2 separate regions of the Mus musculus genome follow, and region 2 is linked to region 1. A link is a contact called in public HiChIP or PLAC-seq data. All regions are on one chromosome and are shown on one strand. Each heading gives the region's core, a stretch centred on a gene start, on an enhancer-like site or on the middle of the called end of the contact. The rest is flanking DNA. Distances are from core to core; before and after follow the strand shown.

What was found. HiChIP or PLAC-seq counts read pairs in DNA pulled down with a chosen protein or histone mark.
Region 2: a contact with region 1 is called in an H3K27ac HiChIP or PLAC-seq map of embryonic fibroblasts, with 9 read pairs. The contact joins two enhancer-like sites. A contact is called at or near these places in 1 of 15 datasets of contacts at CTCF or cohesin (the NIH/3T3 cell line), 1 of 484 Hi-C or Micro-C datasets (nephron progenitors) and 2 of 115 datasets of contacts at active chromatin or transcription factors (embryonic fibroblasts and fibro-adipogenic progenitors).

Annotation. Positions count from the first base shown.
Region 1 is chr17:79,396,489-79,400,408 of GRCm38.p6, forward strand. No RefSeq gene overlaps it. Among named protein-coding and RNA genes, the nearest start is that of Cdc42ep3, 43 kb to the left of the region's middle. Within about 2 kb of position 2,138, at least 10 of the 459 cell types and tissues checked have an H3K27ac peak or open chromatin away from gene starts, as enhancers often do. A contact at or near this core is called in embryonic fibroblasts, where this site is marked.
Region 2 is chr17:79,538,255-79,541,961 of GRCm38.p6, forward strand. No RefSeq gene overlaps it. Among named protein-coding and RNA genes, the nearest start is that of Gm10494, 30 kb to the left of the region's middle. Within about 2 kb of position 1,992, at least 23 of the 459 cell types and tissues checked have an H3K27ac peak or open chromatin away from gene starts, as enhancers often do. A contact at or near this core is called in embryonic fibroblasts, where this site is marked.

The DNA of each region.
Region 1 (3,920 bases), core at 888-3,387:
GTTTTCTAGGCCTACATCTGGGTCACTGAGAAAGACTTCTAAGCCATTGTACATTTGTTGTTGGACTTTTTTCCTTTTCTAGGTGAGAGTTTTGAGTGGGAGATGCAAACAGATACACAGAAATAAGTCAGCCACATGCCTCCTCTGGGCATCTGATTTGTCCTGCGATTATGGGCTCAAAAATAGCCCAATGCTTAATTACACATCTAAACTTAGTCCATGAATTTGCATGTGTAAGTAATCAGAGAAGTATTTGCTTAGAAATGTGTTCCATTTCCTGTTTGCTGTAAATCGAATTACTGAACAGAAGATAGGATTCTGAAATATTCTTCAAAAAAATGTGTTGAGAGTGCCAAACTGTACTCCACGGTATTGTGGGGTCTCATGTCCCAACTAGGTTAGACATTGCTTTTCTAAAGGAGGCTGCCACTGACAATCGGGACATTGACTAAAGTAGGTCAGTGACTTGAAATTCATGTCCTCTCTTACTCTCTGCCCAAGAGAAACTGGCTGTTATCCATACTGGTCTTGACATGTTATATTGATATGAAAAGTAGTAAGAACATTCAGTAACATAACATGCATAAGAGACACATTATAAAGGGCTGGAGATAGTGCATCATATAGTACTGTCTGTCTCCAATTCTTTAAATGAGTCATTTACTCATCAATTTAAATGTTTTCAAGTGCACTCTACACATACCAGGTTTAAAAGACAATACAGATATAACCCCTATGTGTAAGAAAGTGATAGTTGAGAATCAGTTGAAAATAAAAATTAAAACAAGGAAACATTGTAGCAGGAGAATTTAGGCACACATCACCACACACTGTAACGGGTGCCATTAATGCCAGTAAGTGAATTCAACAAGCAGGCTTACTTAGCCCTTCCGCTTATAGGTACTATCATATACACACTCTTTCCAGGTCTTCTGTAGTAGTAAGATTTCCTTATTGTCTGACCAAATACCTAAAGAAACAAGACAGCAAACATTTGGTTTGTCTCCTTGCTTCAGAGGTACCAGACTATGGTAGCAGACAGGGTATGGGGGGGGAAGAGCAGGTTATACCATGGTGCCATGAAGCTGAGCAGAGGAGAATGGTTGTACTAAACGTGTTCTCTCATCCCTTCTATCTTAAGTTTATGATTGCTGTGATGAAACACCATGAGAAAAGCAACTTGGGGAGGGAAGGGTTTATTTGGCTTATTCCACATCACAGCTCATCATCAACCGGACAGGAACTCAGGCAGAGCAGGAACCCAGAGTCAGGAGCTGATGCAGAAGCCATGGAGGAGTGCTGCTTGCTGATTTGCTCCACTTGACGTGCTCAGCCTACTTTCTTAAAGAACCCAGGACCACCAGCCCAGGAATGACACCACCCACGATGGGCCAGACCCTCTACCATCAATCATAGATTAAGAAAATGCCACACAGGCTTCTTTTCAGCCCAGTTTCCTTTTTCTTTTTCTTTTTTTTTCCAGTTTTCTAAAGGCATTTTCTTTTCTTTTCTTTTTTATAAGCACATTTTATTCAACATTGTTTCTTGAAAACTGTTGCAGGAAATAACGTGTTGGCACGTTCCTGTGCTTGTGCCTCTGCCCGGGCGGCCTGGCTGGCCATGTACTAGCAGGCAATGGCCAACGACCTGTTTTTATGTTGTGGAGACTGACTCAGAACTCCAAAATCTCTCCACCCAGCTCGGTAGGTTCCCTCTGGTGGGTCGTTACCATGTCAGCCCCATGCTTCAAATCCCCCCATGGCCTTTGTGGTGCACATCTGACAAACCCAAGCTTTGCTGCTGTACCTTTCTCTCTTGAACCCAGAGGAGCTGCTGCATGAAGGAAAACACAACACAAACTTAGTTCAGAAACAATGGTAACTCAATCTCTGGGCACAACAACTAAACCCTAATCTGGTAAGCCTTACTACAATCTGATTCCTCTGGTGGGGAATCCTTGTGGATCTGCCATGATACCAGGAAACTCTAGCAGCTACATCTTACCCATCTCCCGTCCCATTCCAAAAGGACCTAACTCTCTTCTGCTTCCTCTCTTCCTCCGTCCAACCCTGAAGTCCTGCCTACTCGCCCAGTGATTGGCTCCTTTATTCATTAGGGGATTGATTCACAAGAAGTCACTGAACTATGACTCACTCCTCATCCACAACCCATCCCAGGAGAGTGGAATTAACTTACAAACAGCACCAGGCCCATCCCCAACAGAAAACAACTATTACCAGTTCATGATTGTTCATGTTTTCTCCCTATTTTATTATTCTCCCCTTTTCTTTCCATTTGTTTTTTTCTTTCTTAAAATTTATTATTTTCTCATATATTAAATTCTGACTGTAGTTTCTCCTCCCCCGACTCCTCTCAATCCCTCCCCCTATACCTCCACTCTCCCCCAGAGCCACTCCTCTTCCATTTTCCTTTAAAAAAAGACATTTTCTTAATTGAGGATATTTTTGTCTTAGATGACTTTAGCTGTGTCAAGTTGACATAAGACTGCCCAGTACTCAGGATCCTGGTCCATGGGATACCAATTCCCATGCCAGGGTGGATCTCCCTTGACCCATGTGTTAATCCTTTTGAGAAATATCTGTATAGACATAACCAGAGATGTGAATGCACTAGCCTCCCAGGCGCTTCTCAATTTAATCAAATTGATAGTCCAAATTAACCATCACAGCTTCCCAGTAGGTGGGGAACGCTTCCCCATCTTTAAGTCTTGGAATTGGCCATGTGGTTTGCCTTGATCAATGAAATACAAGCAGAGGTTTCAAATGGCTGATAGGTTGGCCTTTGTCTTTGTGTGTGTCTTAGTCACACTGCAGGTGGAAGAAGGAGAAATAAATGTTCAGTGCAGTCCACTGAGGGTCTGTGGATGTGTTTGTTATATGACCTGTCTGATGCAGTTGGGCTACTATTGGCTTAAAGACTCCCAGGAGTCCCTAAGACATAGTAATAGCTGAGTGGAGACATGAAGGATAAAATGATAAGTGGTCTGTGTGTGCTTATATGAATGTGTGTGTGTGTGTGCATGTGGTGTGTGTGCATGTGTGCATGTTGATAGGGGAAGCTGGGTGGTATGGATGAAGGGAGGGGCAAACCAAAGGAATAGAAGTCAATGAGAGTATATGTGTCTTGTTGGCTGAAGCAATTGGTAGAGCCAACAGTAGTGCATGGGACCTTCATCCTAAGGAGAGGGACAAGCCATATGTTTTAAGATGTCCTCACTGGACACTGGTCTCTGATGCGGCATTGATGAAGACTTAGTTCAGAGTTTTCTCATGCAGAAAGCTGCTCAGTAGCTGAACCTGTGCTCATTTCCTGTGAGCATACTATTATTCTAAATATTACTAAAGAGTTTTGCTTCATATTTTAAAATGCAACAATGCACATTGGTTTGGAAGGAAAGCATTTTGAATGGGGTCTAAATGGTCCTTTTTTTTTTTATTTCTTTAAAGGAAGAGTGACACATTAACTGTCCAGGTTTTGTCATCTTCTTCGAATAATGTGATGCTAGAGAAACCTGTAGACTTAGTGGGATTAGATCACTGCACTGTGTCTGAAATGCACATCTTATTTAAAGGTAATAACCAGGCTGATTTCACTTTAAGTCATTTCCCACACTGCCCTGGCCATGACTCACAAGTACACCATCAACACATATTTAAGTATATATGCCTCTTTTCTCCCTGGCCCAACTTTTTCAGCTTAGAACACTTTTAACCATGTAGGGTAGACTTCCCTGAAATTTGACTAACACTTGACTTCATACTCTGATGAAATTTGTAAACTCAAAGCCCCAAAGATCCCCTTTATACCTCACAAGCACAAATGGTCAAAATACCTTTAAAAAGCAACAGATTTTATCGAATGCTCCCAATCCACTGATTAACCAGAAACTGCTTGATCAT
Region 2 (3,707 bases), core at 742-3,241, 140 kb after region 1:
AGAATGGAAAATGTTACTTCAATCTCCACTTCATTACCAGCCAAACAAACAAACACACTCCATCATTCCATGAACCTACCGAGAGCTTTTCTCTGGAACCTGCAGCAATCACATCCTACATGGGTCAGGAAACTGAAACCAGACTATGGACACTGTTAACAAGAATGGAAAACTCAGATAACCCCTCTCCCTAACCTCCAGGCCAAGGTACCAACATCAGCGGCAGAGCCTAGGAGAAGAAAAGGCAGAAACATAAAACAAAGCACCAGATCAAACTGGATAGATGAGATGCTTTGAGATACATTTGGGTTTGTGTCTCAAGTTTTCACTAAACTAAACACTAATCAAAAAATAAAATAAAATAAAAAATAAAATAAAACCCAAAAAGTTAGCCTAATATATTTAGAGGAAACACAGCAAGGATTTTATTCTTCCTTGCACTTCATTTCTTACCTAAGTCAGTTATATTTTCTGTACCTCCCTGGCCAAATTTCTTAACATCATAATCAGATTCCTCTTGTGAGATGGGGTGGCCAAATCTCATGGCTTTGGGGGTTAAGAAGGCTAAGGAAGTAGCTTTGAAATGTTAGTTGTCAGCAGTGAGAAGCAGTCAGAAACTTAACTTGTCCAGGAAGATGGTCAGTTATTCATTCCACTCCTCTCATAACCACAATCTTTCCTGCAGGGGAAAAAGAACACGCCCTTCTCGGACCTTCTCAGCCTCCAGGTCTCGGTTTTATGTAACTTTCTCAGCTAGGTCTATGTCAGCCACTGCCAAGCAGGCGGTGTCTATATTTTTCTTAAGTACATTTCCTGCCATTTAGTTTACAGTCTTGATCAGGATGTGAACTTATTTGTCAGGCTGTTCCTTATCTATGTCCAGCCTCTACTACCCTCCCTGAGGTCAGACCTCTTTCTGCTGTATGCTCTCTCCCTCTCCCTCTCCCTCTCCCTCTCCCTCTCCCTCTCCCTCTCCCTCTCCCTCTCCCTCTCCCTCTCCCTCTCCCTCTCCCTCTCCCTCTCCCTCTCCCTCTCCCTCTCCCTCTCCCTCTCCCTCTCCCTCTCCCTCTCCCTCTCCCTCTTCCCTCCACCTCTCCCCCTCCCTCTCCCCTTCTCCTATCTCTCTCCCTCCCTCTCCCCCTGCCCCTCTCCCCCTCCCTCTGCCCTCCCCCTCTCCCTCTCGCCCCTCTCCCCTCCCCCCCCTCTCTCCCTCCCTCTCCCCCTCCCTCTCTCCCTCTCCCTCTCCCGCTCCCCCTCTCCCCCTCCCCCTCCCCCACTCCCTCTCCCTCTCCTTCTTCTAATATAATTAAGTTTGTGCTACTTATATTTATCATATCTTATATCTTAAGATTCTGAGCTTTTAAAGAATCTGAAATAGCTTGCCTTCCCACCCCCTCCCCCCGGCTGCTTTTCTGCTTGCTTTGGCAGGGGGAAAAAGTGTAATGTTTTATTTTTTTGAACTTACAGAACTCATTAGTATAATTCAAAGAAATGATATTTTAAGATATGGAACTTTATGGATTATTGCTATCAGTACCAGATATTTTCTACTTGCCTCATGAGATAAAATCTCCCAAAAATGTGTTACACTAGCATCCTATTTTTTAGTGAGACAAAGCAAAAGCAACCCACGAATTAACATCAACCATCCCCTGAACTGGGTATCCTCCCAGAACTGAACCGCAGTGTTCTTGAAGATACACCAAATGTTAGGTTAGTAACATGTTTGACATCTACATATGTGGGGGGAGACAAGCATGCCGAAAACCTGTAATTGAATAGCATTAATAGTAACTGTTGAACTGAAAAAGAAAAAGAATTTACATTTAAACATAGTAGTTGGTAGGCACATAAATAGCATTGGAAATAGTTATATACAAATTTCAGAAAATTTCCTCATTTCCCTGTTGACTTTGGCCAAGGTAACTGAAGAGATTCCATAAAGATGACATCTCATCCCAATCCTATTATCTTGAGCAATTTCAGTGGTCAGCTAATTGTCTAGTTCCTGTTATTAGTCAGGGTTCATACGAGCCAGTATGGTTTTCCAGAACTGACTACCTCCTAAAAGACAGAAAACCCAATAGCTACCTCTCTTGACAAACTAGAGGTAATTGCATACAACAGCCTTGTAGAAAGCATAGAAAAGTCCCCCAAAACTTTCTTGGTTTGGATCCCAACAGGTCCAATCTGACCTTAGATATTTTTTTTAGAACTACTGACAGCAGAAATTTGTAAATGATGGCCTTTCTCATGGCATCCACCAAGTATCCCTCAAATGAAGATTGTTTAGTGGCATTGACTTGAAAAAAAATTTTTTTAAATATGTTGAAGACTACACTTTCCCTGCTCAAAATGGTCCAGCATCAATGTCATTAGTTTTCTTAGTCAGAACCTGAAGCCGTCCCATATCTAGTGACTCAGAGACTGGTAGCTAAGACCTGACGGAGCTGCAAGCATGCTAAAAGATGAGAATCATTAATGGATCTTGTAGATTCTCCAAAGAAGCCTTGGTGAAAAGAAGTCTGGAAAATGTGCACTCAGGGAGGACAACAATGGTCACTGAGTCATGCCTCAGCCATCACTGTGTGTAGGAAAGTCAGCCTATGACATATTTGTTAAGTAATGGAGTGGATAAAATGAGAGACTAGAAGACTTTGTGGTAGATGACATCTTGTGGCATACAAGTCCTGCTTTACTCCTTCATCTTCCTGCCTTCTCTCACGTACTAAGTCACATGGGACCAGATATGAGAGGTCTAGACTTGCGTCTTAACTCTGCTTTTCTTAGTGTTGGAGAAGTTGCTCTGGGTTTCTACCTGTTTCTCAATCAGAGGTAAAAAACAAAACAAAACCAGGGTATTTTATTATAGATGTCAGAAGCTAGAAAGGGTCTCTTGGAGGTGGGAGGAGAAGAACCCCTAAGCTAGGTAAGGGATAATTGAATGCATGTAATATGAAAGTAGATGGGGGAGGTGTAAACACTGAGAGTAGAAAGGTTTAGTTAGGGATGGGAATACGCGGATGAGGAGTGTATAGAGAAAGGTCTAACCAATGCTAAAGATGTGTAAAAAGTCTTATGGAAACTCACTACTTTGTACAGTAATTAGAAATGTAGAATTTTTTAAAGGAATCTAAATAAAGTTACTCTGTATGGCTGGCTAATGCTTCTCTCAAAGGCCACGGGGTGGTAAGCAAAGATCCCAGTACCAGGAGTGAAATACCTCCCTATGGATTTGCTGATCAGAGAGGGCTCAGAGGTGCCTAAAACAACACAGGCTATTGCCATTCATTTGAATGTCCACCAGAACAGATGGGGAGCCCATATTACTGAAGGTACTGCACTTTGAGCACAGGACACAGAAAAATCAAGCTAGAACTGCCTTGAAAACTTCCTCCCTGCTGGCTAGGTTTTCAAAGTGCTCGAAGTTGCAATGCAGGCTGCTGGGGAGGAAAGACTGTCCACGCACCTACCAAGCTGTGGATCTTGCAGATGAGAATACTAACCTGCCAACTAAGATGTGCTCACTGCTCAGTCATGGCGGGCATGTCATGGAGGCAATCAACTGCTGTTCTAAATTGGATTTGACGTCTTCTACATAGGGAAAAAAAATTATACCCGATACTGTAAACCTGTTCAAAAACCACAGCTGAGAAGGTCAGAGGCCCCCAAGAAGGAGCCTATTTATGTTGTTTTAATAAATAGGC